2 separate regions of the Arachis hypogaea genome follow, and region 2 is linked to region 1. A link is a contact called in public Hi-C data. All regions are on one chromosome and are shown on one strand. Each heading gives the region's core, a stretch centred on a gene start, on an enhancer-like site or on the middle of the called end of the contact. The rest is flanking DNA. Distances are from core to core; before and after follow the strand shown. Region 1 has its middle 13 kb from the start of LOC114926044. Region 2 holds the start of LOC112785527 (probable trehalose-phosphate phosphatase J).

Region 1 (5,642 bases), core at 815-3,314:
ACAATTTAAATTTGTAATAAAAAAGTTAAAATACTTATCTTCTCAATTTTATATATAAGTGATTAAATTTGTATCACTAAGTTAATTACTAATTAATATTATTATATGTCATTTGTCAACTTCAACCTTATTCTATACGCTAGCTTGATTTAATTTGGAGAAACCGAATAGAGATTTGAACATGCGTAGTTTGGTTTCGCAATGACCAATTAATATAACAAAATGGTCAATTTGAATAATGGGTCAATTGCATTATCCACTTTGTATAGAATGTTCGTCAAGCAAGAGTCTTTTTCATTTACCAACTTCTTATAACTAAACAGTTTCTCACTTTAATTTCTTGGGGTTGCGGCTTGTTTGTTTCAAGATGATATTTTATTTTATTTTATATTATAAAAATTTGACTAACTCGTGATTTATGCCATTTATGCCATCTTATCGAAGTCCTGTAAAAGAAATAGGAATTTTCTGTTCTTTTCATTTTCAAGAATCAAAGTCATCATTATACTAATTAAAAAGATTAAAACACTTATCATATTGACTTATTTTATCTAGGTGAGAAATATAAATATTACTAAAAGAATTCAGATAATTATGCCCCAAAATTATTGGTTAATTAAGACTTTAATGATAGAAATTGTTATACCTATTACTAATCTAAAATTTTTAGTTATAAATTTTTATTTTAAAAATCTTGTAATGTTGTAATATTGATTTAATATTTTGTTTCTTTGGGTAATGAATATTGAATATAGACTTAACTTAATCCTTATCATTTTCATATCTATATTGATTAGGAATTATATCTGAATGTGGGCCTATATTTTATATAATGAAATTTACTTGAAGAAAAAAAAAAATCCTCATCTATCTCTTAAAATTTACTGTGCTCTTATTACTTAAGTAAAAATTAGGATTACAATCTCACATTGTGTATATAATAATTTATTAATAGACTCTTAAATAGAGTTTAAATTTATAATAGATTAATCCTTAGCCTAATTAGGATATATTGTAGGAAAAAAAATTCACCCAAAGAAAACAAGTGTCCATGTTAATTAGCAGAAACCCACACGTTATAAACTTTTGATACGTCCAAAATAAATTAAATGTAAACGGTTAAAATAGGACACAAATTCTACAAAGGCTGCTAAATAATATAACAAATGGAGCTCAAATAATCGTTAATAAAGTTGATAGTTACAGTAGCCGTATCCAGTGAACATTAAAATATTGGCGCTATAGAATCCTAACATTATTTTTATTATTTAAAGAAACGGCCAATTTTTTTTTTTTTTAAAAAAGAGAAACGGCCAAATTAAAATTTAGTCTATGGGCATGCAGACAAGGAAGGAGAACCATATGTCAAAGGTTTCGGTAATTTCGTAGGAAAAAGTTTTACTGTTACCGTGGAGTGGTTTGAAGTTTTCAATTAGGGGTAACAATCAAGCAGGAATATGCTGTAGGCTTATACCCACACCACAAGCTTTGTTAGAAATTAGAATAATGCAATAATATGTAACTGTTACATGGCATGCTATCATATATGTAGTTTTCATAAAATCGTTTAATCTAGATGTTGTGTCTCAATATCACTAGCTAATCAATTAATATACAGTTTTTTACCCTAAAGAGGGAAAGAGAGACAACTGTCTCCATGTAAAATAAATGACTCAAGTTTCTATTTAGTTCTCTCTTTCCTTCATTGTTTTCTTATTTTAAGGAGAGTTATAAGCATCATTATTATGTTTTTATGATTTGCTTCATTAACCCCCTCTTCTTATATCCTTTTTTTTTTTTTTTGTCATACACACTCATACACTAAAGGTTTCATCACTACCCAGCCATAGCTGGGATTGGAACCTGGGATGCGGCTTCTATGAGGCCAACATATTGGCCATTGGTGCAATGCCTCTGCCACGTTCACCCTTGTTTATCATCATCTTCACTCTTTTTTTTTTTTTGGTGTTTTTGGGTTTTCTCCTCTTTTTTGAAGGTAGAGAAGCCCAACAGACGCTACTGGAAGCACTATGTGATAAAAATTGATAATGATTGGAGACAACAATGTTTGCCCTTTGTTTAGGCCCACTCCTTCATATTCTTCTACTTCTAGGCTGGCAACCTAAAGGCCCAGTATCACGAAATAGTTTAGCTAAGCTAATATACAAGATTTTTACATGGATAAAATAAAATATGCCCAAGAAGAAAATAGATAATAATAAAATAATAATAAATGAACTAGCTCTTAGCCAGACTTATCTTTATTAATTTAGTTTAGTTTAAAAAGAATCAATAGCCCAACGCCAATAGCTTAAAAGACAGTATACTATAGGGTCTAGAAGTGAGTCGAGATGAGTCGAGTTAGACCAAACTCAAGTTTGTCTCACAAAAATTGAGCTTAACTCACGGCTCGATTTATTAACAATCAAACTTATTTTTTAAGCTCAAACTCGGCTCACCGAAAGCTCACGAGCTGGCTCAAATAATAGAAATATAATCTATAATTCTATAACAGTGTGCAAAACTATTCTCTAAATGTGGGAAGATTCAAGGGGCTAGTGATCACCATTGCGGAACCAAACTCCTTCATTTTGAACTTCAAAAGTTAAGATGAAGCAAGAAGAGCGCATCATAGAGGACCATAGAGAATAGAAGGTCATATGTTGAGCCTTTAATAGTGGAGTCCTAACCTACCCATTGATGAGGTAAATTATAATTAGCTTCCTATTTGGGTTCAAATATATGGGTTACCTTATGATAAAAGTAATATAAACAATGCAGATAAAATAGGAGCCATAGTTGAAAGAGTGATAAGTGTTGAAAATGATCCTTGATGCATGAGCATCATAAGTGCCTTTTCTTCATGATTTATATGGTGATTGTTGATTTTCTAGAGAAATTAGGTGTTTTATGCCTTGATCGATGCTACTTTGAGTTTTGTGGCCTTTTTATTATTTCAGGTAGCATTAGATGAAGATTTAGCAAAGATGAAGAAGGAGAAAAGCAAGAGGGGAGATCTCACAACCCTCTCTAGCATTGTGGTGCTAAACGCCATTCTCCCGGTGTTTAGTGCCGGACTTAGAGCCCTCTCATCCCCCTCTGCCATGTTGGCGCTAAACGCTACATCTTCGGCGTTTAGCGCCGGACCAAGGAAACTTCTCATTCCTCTCGGGCATGTTGGCACTAAACGCCACACCACCGGTGTTTAGCACCGGACCAGGAACGCACACAAATCGTCTCGAGAAGGGTGGCGCTAAACGCCACATCATCGGCATTTAGCGACGGTAGTGCTTCAAACCCTAGGTCCCACGCCGTCATGCAATCAACATGGAAGTTATTATATTTTATTTATATTCAAATAGAAAATAAGAAAAGATATGATTAAAGAGAAGGTGAACATTAAAGTGATTTTATGAATGACAACATGGGACATACTAGGTAAATACTTAGGACTACCAGCTATATGGGAAAGACCTCAAAACAGAGATCTAACATGGATTGAAGAGAAAATTATGAACAAATTAGAGGAATGGAAGGAAAAGCTTTTAAATCATGTAGGCAAGAAAACACTCATTAAATCAATAATTCAAGCAATGTCTTCATATGTCATGAACATTATAAAGTTTTCTAAGAGTTTTTGCAAGAAGATTTGTGCAAAGGTTGCTTGGTTCTGGTGGGCAACACCAAGGATTGAACAAGGCATTCATTGGAGTAACTGGGACACCATTACAAGAAGTAAGATCGATGGAGGTTATGGTTTAAGGACCTTGAAACACAGAGTACTGCCTATCTTGCCAAACAAGCTTGAAAGGCTATGAAACACCCAAACTCAATTTGTGTGTAGATCTTAAGAAAAAGAGGCAAGCGGATAATAGGCTATGGTTCTAAAGTCAGTATTTGAAGAGATAACTGAACTAGTAGGAGTAAGGCTCTCGATGCAGAAAATATGGACACAACAAAGGTTAGGGAGCTTATTGTAAATGAGGAAGGCTGGGACAAAAGAAAAATTGAAAGCATGTTCTCCTATGAGATCAATAAAGTGATTCTAAGCACCCATATTAGTGTTGTAAACGAAGAAGACTACTTGCATTGGCTATGGAGATAGGATAAAATTTATACAACCAAAAATGGGTATTATATTGCCAAAGTGGCTAGGTAGGATAAGAATCATGAAAATTCATCAACAAGTGAAGATAAAAGAGAGTTATGGAAGAAAATATGGAGAATGAAAGTTCCACAAAAAATAACAACGATTTTATAAAAGCATGCCATGATATATTTCAATAGGTTATAATTTGCACAATAGAAAAATGGTACAAGACCCAATTTGCTAAATATGATTAGAAAAAATGGAGACAGTAGAGTGCACTTTATTGCTATGTGACTAGGTGAGAGCAACATGATTTGAGATTGAATGTTAGTGCATTCCAAAAACAGAGACAGTTAATTCAATTGAGAGTTAGATATTGAAAAGCATAAGAAAAATCAGAGTAGTAGGTGGAGAGGACCAAGAGAAAAGGTAGCAAGCTTGGATTTCTTATGTGGGAGACGTGGAAAATTAGAAATGACAAGCTCTTTCAACAACAAGAAGCAAGTCCAAATTGGACAATCAGTAGAGCAAAAATACTAGAAAATATTTGATGGAACTTAGCAGGAACACAAAAGACAAAGGAACTAAAAGATAATAGAAACAAAACTACCTGTTGAGATTGAGACCTCCTCCCGAAGATTACCTGAAAGCAAATGTTGATGCAACTTTTAAAAAGGAGAATAGAATGGGTGCAATAGCTGTGGTGATCAGGGATAACAAAGGAAGAATTGTTCTAGGATTTTCAAGAAAAAAATCAAGCCAACTCAAGTATTGGAGCATAAGTTCAAGCAATCAGCCAAGTATTAATCATAATGAATAATTTACAAATGTAAAAAACTCTTGAGACCATATGAACTTATTCAAGCAATTTAATCAAAATCTGCAATAGGAGAAGTTTGGGCTATCCTACAAGATATTTAGATACTAATAGAGCCGTTGCTTGAAAAAATAGTGACTTGAACTCCCAGGTACAGAAATCATCTAATTCAGTGGCTAAGGTAGTGGAAATAAGGAGAGTAAATACCCATAGTCGTCCCTGAGATTCGCACAAATACTCAATCTAATCCTCAAGATCCCGATTTTTTCATTGTAGTCCTCCAGATAGAGCTCCGAGCACTCAAAGTGGTCCCTGGCCATATTTCTGGTGATGAGTCATCACCGGAGCACTGATGTGGCCTCAGTTTGCCACGTGGGAGGGCTCCAAAACGTCATCGTTTTGGTTTGGCGCCCTTGATAGCCAAAAAAGACGCCATTTAGATGAATGAGTTGGTGGTTTAGGGTTCCCTGTTGGCAGCAGATGTAAAAAAACTGCTTGTTGATGGAATAAAAATGTTGTTAACTATGAAACTATTGTTATTTATGTTTGTGCATGAAATGAACAGTAATCAGTAAAGGCCGAATAAGGAAAGAAAAGTGATTGGTAAACCACAAAGCATAGTGTATTAAGATAAATTCTATTGTTTATAAAAAAAAAACAAAAGACAAAGATAAAAGGCAGCCAAGGAACATGAATGCTGCTATCTGTAGTTTCATCAAAAACAAGGCATCTCAA
Region 2 (5,642 bases), core at 993-3,492, 150 kb before region 1:
TAAAAAGAAATATTTTTCTCCAAAATTAATAAACTCCTTTCCTACATTCTCTTATTTATCTCTCTTCGTTTTTTCTATTTCTCTTTACCATTTCCACTCTATATATAGTTTATAATTTATATTTTATATTAGTAATTTGATAAACTAAAATATGTCACTAAATGTTTTTTCATTACAATTAAATTAAATTTTGAGTAAAGTATCGTTTTTGTCCCTAACGTTTGGCGTAAATCCTATTTGTGTTCCTAACGTTTAAATCGTCCTATTTGTATCCCTAACGTTTGTAAAAGTGATTCAATGTTATCCTGCCGTCAATTACACATCATGAGCGCTTTAGTTTGAGTTTTAAAAATCTCTTCTTGAAGTTAGAATACAAATGTCTGTGATAGAATTGATGATCTACTCCAAAAAATAGCTCATCAAATGTTGAAACTAATTCCTACAACATTTACATAATTCACTTTTATAGGGACATAATTGAATCTAAACACAAATAGTGGGTATAATATTAAAATTGAACACATCCAAGTGAGACCTAATTGAGAATGAATACATCCAAAAGAGAGAATAATTGAAAAATATAATCTGATTTGTTAGTATAATTGATAGTAGGATAACATTGAATCACTTTTATAAACGTTAAGGATACAAATAGGATGATTTAAACGTTAGGAACACAAATAGAACTTACCCTAAATGTTGGGGACAAAAACGATACTTTACTCTTAAATTTTTCTTTCTAAAATTAACAAATTTTTTCTCTCATTCTTTTTATTTATCTTTCTCTCTCTTTTCTTTTATTCTCTATTTTTTTTTTACTATTTTTTTCTACAAAAAATAAAATTAACAAAATAATATAATTCAAATTAAAAATATTATATATATATATATATATATAATATTTTTAATTTGAATTATATATATTTTATTTAGTTTTAAATTTTTACTACTTATCTTTCTAATCTATATTTTCACTTCTCTTTCTTCAAATATTTATTACATATAATTTGAAAAGAATACTAATATTGTGATTAAAAGCTAGAATCAAGATTCAATTGTTTAAAAAAAAATAATTTTGAATTAATTTATGCTAATATCTAATTATATTTTTATATACATAGAGAAAAAATATTTTTTTTAAAATAACAAGCATAAAAATTAATTATTTTTATTTGTACAACAGACTTAACATCTAATCAAATATAAAAGTATATACATTAAATTTTTTAAATTTTAGATAATGAATATTAAAATTAATTATTAGTAAAAAATTAAACTCTTTCATATAAAAATAATAACTAAAAATCTTATTATTTAATTTTTTTATTTACGAAGATTTTGATCTTTTTAATCGATAAAAACTTTTGTTCCTTACGATCTTTTTATAAGAATAATTTAATTCTATAAATTTTTCATGTTATAATCTATAATATCATAATAAAATCGACATCATTCTAAAAGGATTATATTCCCGTAATGGGTAAAAATATTAATAAATTAATATTAAAATGGAATTGATTTCGATGAAGTGCACCAAAATGAGATTTGAGGTGATTTACGTTGGTATGGAGTCTTATGCTTCTCGTACAATGTGAAAAAACCGAATATGTCTAAGTTGGTTTGCTTTTCGTAAAGTGCAAAAGGCTTCTTATAAATTACAAGGATAATTTTTTTTTTCTCATAAATTGTAAAAATTGCGAAAAACCCATATTACACCAATTATAAATTCATATATCTAAATTTTCATCACGCTTTTGGTTTTCAATAAAAAATAAAAATGAAAAAAACTTTTGAACCAATTTTTAATATTTTTAATTATTATTTAATCAGTATAAACACTAAAATATTTTTAACAATAAATTTTATTAATTTATATATATATATATTTTAAAAAATATAAATACAAACTGGATTAGATTAATTTATGTATACAAATTTTAATAAATATAAATATAAATTATATTTTTTATATATAAAATCTTATAAATATTGGTCAAAATTATTACTAACTACGTATTAATATAAAATGATAATATTTACGGGTGATATAAAATTTTTCTAAACATAATGTTTTAACAATAGAAAAAAAATATCGTGTATATGGCGCACTCTTTCAAAAAGTTAGTTATAATTTTACCTCTTTAAAAAAAAGTTATAATCAATAAATTCCTTGCTGCTGGGGCGTGGTCCCCACGTTTGAGTTTGCCACTATAAATCAAAGGTTGGGGGCTCTGTCTTCTCCCCTCACAAACACCCCTGCATTCTTCTAACCTTCTCCCTCGCCCTTCATTTTTGCACTTCAATTTCTTTTTATTCAACAAGTTACGTATTTCAACTTCCTCCAAGCCTAAGTGAAAAGGATAATAATCAGTTACAAGAATTAGTTACTTAGTGCTATTTTTTTGAAAGGTTGTTATGAATCAGTTTTGATTAGTTAAAATAAATGTTTATATTATATATTCATACCATAGAACTGATTAAATTTTGAGCCATCATTACCTAAATATAATATAAATATATCAATGAATTTGTTTTGTTTACCTTTTTTTTCAGTGAGATTCTATCAAAGATGACGCAGCAGAATGTGGTGGTGTGCAACACCAAATCCAGCGGAGACTTGTCGGTTTTTCCGGCGGCGAGTGCGGCGCAAAAGCCACCGGTGGGTGGAGGGTACATTTCCATTTCAAGGAGGCCAAGGAGGGTTCTCAAGAACCTTGAGATCAATGGAGATAACAGAATCAACGCTTTGGTTGAATCCATGAGAGCCTCTTCCCCAACTCATCTCAAGTCCACTCCTTCTTTGACTGAAGAACATAGTTCTTGGATTGTGAGAACCCAACCCACCTTAACAGAACTCTTTAATTATCAAAATTATTTTCTTCTTCTTTGGTGGTTCTTATAAACTTCCTTAATTACTAGCTTGTATTAGTAGTAACATATAAATATGAAACCTGATTGGTGATGATAACCAAAACAGCTTCGCTATCCATCGGCATTGGACATGTTTGACGAAATTATGAATGGATCCAAGGGGAAGCAAATTGTGATGTTCCTTGACTACGACGGAACCTTGTCTCCTATAGTCGAGGACCCTGACCGTGCTTTCATGTCGAATTCGGTCAGTGTCTCTTTAAAATATGGACTATGAATATGTTACTAGATAGTAGTTAGACTAAAGAACTTAGGCTAATGGTTAAAAATACTGGCCAAAAACAATAAATTCTGCTGGTTGTTTTTTCTTTCTTTTTGTTATCATAGATCACGTTTAATTTCTATTTTTGAAGAAGACCACATTTGTTCTTATTTGGTTGTTTCTTTAGATGAGGAAAACGGTTAGAAAACTCGCAAGGTATTTTCCAACTGCCATAGTCACGGGAAGATGCAAAGACAAGGTCTACAATTTTGTTCGATTGGCAGAGCTATACTATGCTGGGAGCCACGGAATGGATATTAAAGGACCAACAAGAACTTCCAAGTACAACAGAGTAAGCCAGTTATTTGTATTTTACGTCCGTCTTAATTATTTATTGTATAGTAGTATAGTACATAAGTTAAAATTAAATTAAAATACAAGTTAATTTTAATGTACCTTCGTTATAAAACAATTTTACACGCGTATTTAATCACATAATATTATATCATAAAAAATAACTACTATTTTTATTGACTATATATGTGAATTGTTATAAAAAAAATAAATGTGATAGTACGACTGTGTAAAATATTTTATCCGCATCAAAATTAAATTTATTAAAATTGTTCTCTTTTTTTTTTTTATTCTGTAAAAATTAAAACTCTTTTTTTCTTTGACATTGGGTATTATGGCATGCTGTGCAGGATAGTAACGCAGAAGGAGTTCTTTTTCAACCAGCAAGTGAATTTCTTCCCATGATAGATGAGGTAGTGTTTGGAATATGTTCTTAAAGATATTAGAAACAGAAAATTGTGTCATTTTCATGCTTTATAGAAGAACTGGAAGTTTTTTTGTCTTGAAATAACAAAAAGAAGTTAGCTACCGATGGTCTCTATTATTGTCTTAGTTACTAAATAGATTCTTTAAAAGTTATAAAAGTATTTCTTTATCAATTTAAATTAAAAAAATATTATGTTATAATATTAAAATTTATATGACTAAAAAAATTAGAAGTAGTCAATTCTTTTGATAAAGAAATGAAATAAAAATTTAGTATAAGACAAATATAAAAATAAAATAAAACTCATCACCATTCATATGTCTTTTCTTTTATTAATTTAAGCTTTATTTTCTGTCATAATTTCATAATTCAGTAAAATCTCTCCTACTTTATATGAGTTGTTTTATATGGATGACTTTATGAGTTGTCCATGCAACTTTATTTATTTTTTATTTTTTTGGCCTTTCTAAGGGAATGGTTTTCATTATTTTAGAAAGTTGGGGAAACAATTATTTACTTATTTGTTTGATACAATTTTAAATTTTTTAATTAGGTGTACCAGCAATTGATGGACAAGACAAAATCAACTCCTGGAGCTAAGGTGGAGAACAACAAGTTTTGCGTCTCAGTTCATTTTCGTTGTGTTGATGAAAAGGTACATACAAGTGCTCCTGAAAATTAAAAGTTAATAATAATAATAATAATAATAATAATAATAATAATAATAATAATAATAATAATAATAATTTGCTTATAATTATTATGTAAATTGTGATAATACTATTATTATTGTTATGTTCATGATAAAAAAGCCTAACTCAAATAATTATATAATTTTTAATAGAAATGGACTGAACTTTTGCATCAAGTTCAATCAGTGTTAAAAGAGTACCCTAAGCTTCGTCTTACACAAGGAAGGAAGGTGAGTAGTCATGCTTCTATTTCTTATTCTTATTATATTATTTCCATTTTATTGGGTATTTAACTTTTTATATATCCTTATATATTCATGTGTATGTTCTAAATGGAAGCTGGGTCTTGTTTTATCTCAAATTATTTTCTTTTAAATGTTTTGTAACTAGTCAGTTTATCTATTTGAGAGTTTATTAAGTATATTTTGTTTTAATATTATTTAATAAAAATAGATAATTATTATAATGATTACAGTAGACTCAACATAAAATGTGGGATATTTTACAAGAAAAACTTATGGGTCATTAATTTTTATTTATATTAGTTAATAATTTTAGTCAGCACACAAATTCTACTAATACATTTAAGTTTTTTTTTTAACATTAACTTATATAAACATGTTAATATAATGGTTAAGTGCTGACAAAAAAAAATTGTGTTGATTTTGTAGCACGATTGATATTTTATTTAGTTTCATGTAATTTTTTTTAATTAACACAGGTAGTTGAGATTCGCCCCACTATTAAATGGGACAAAGGCAAAGCCTTGGAATTTTTACTAGAGTCTCTCGGTGAGTTTCTAGTAATATACTTTAAATATTTGCTTATCCTTCTTATTGTCACAATTAAACATGTGCTAAATAATATAAAGATGATTAATGAAACATGAGACTAATTATTAGTTGTTATTTATATTATTAATAATAATCATGCTTCCAACTTGAACAACAGCATCTAATAAATTAATAATTTTCAACAGGATTTGCCAACTGTAATGATGTATTTCCAATTTATATTGGTGATGATCGAACCGACG

What was found. A called contact is a pair of places that touch in the nucleus more often than the background predicts.
Region 2: a Hi-C map of leaf shows a contact between it and region 1, with 2.2 times the contacts expected there. The contact joins the promoter of LOC112785527 here to the enhancer-like site in region 1. A contact is called at or near these places in 3 of 8 Hi-C or Micro-C datasets (leaf and an unstated tissue).

The regions. Positions count from the first base shown.
Region 1 is chr20:20,668,208-20,673,849 of arahy.Tifrunner.gnm2.J5K5, reverse strand. No RefSeq gene overlaps it. Among protein-coding and RNA genes, the nearest start is that of LOC114926044, 13 kb to the left of the region's middle. Within about 2 kb of position 2,064, at least 3 of the 3 cell types and tissues checked have open chromatin away from gene starts, as enhancers often do.
Region 2 is chr20:20,823,314-20,828,955 of arahy.Tifrunner.gnm2.J5K5, reverse strand. It overlaps LOC112785527 (probable trehalose-phosphate phosphatase J), which reads left to right and starts at 2,242. Exons shown (of 11, transcript XM_025828989.3): 1 at 2,242-2,409; 2 at 2,554-2,827; 3 at 2,978-3,118; 4 at 3,321-3,485; 5 at 3,838-3,900; 6 at 4,468-4,569; 7 at 4,759-4,836; 8 at 5,328-5,397; 9 at 5,586-5,642. The coding sequence starts at 2,570.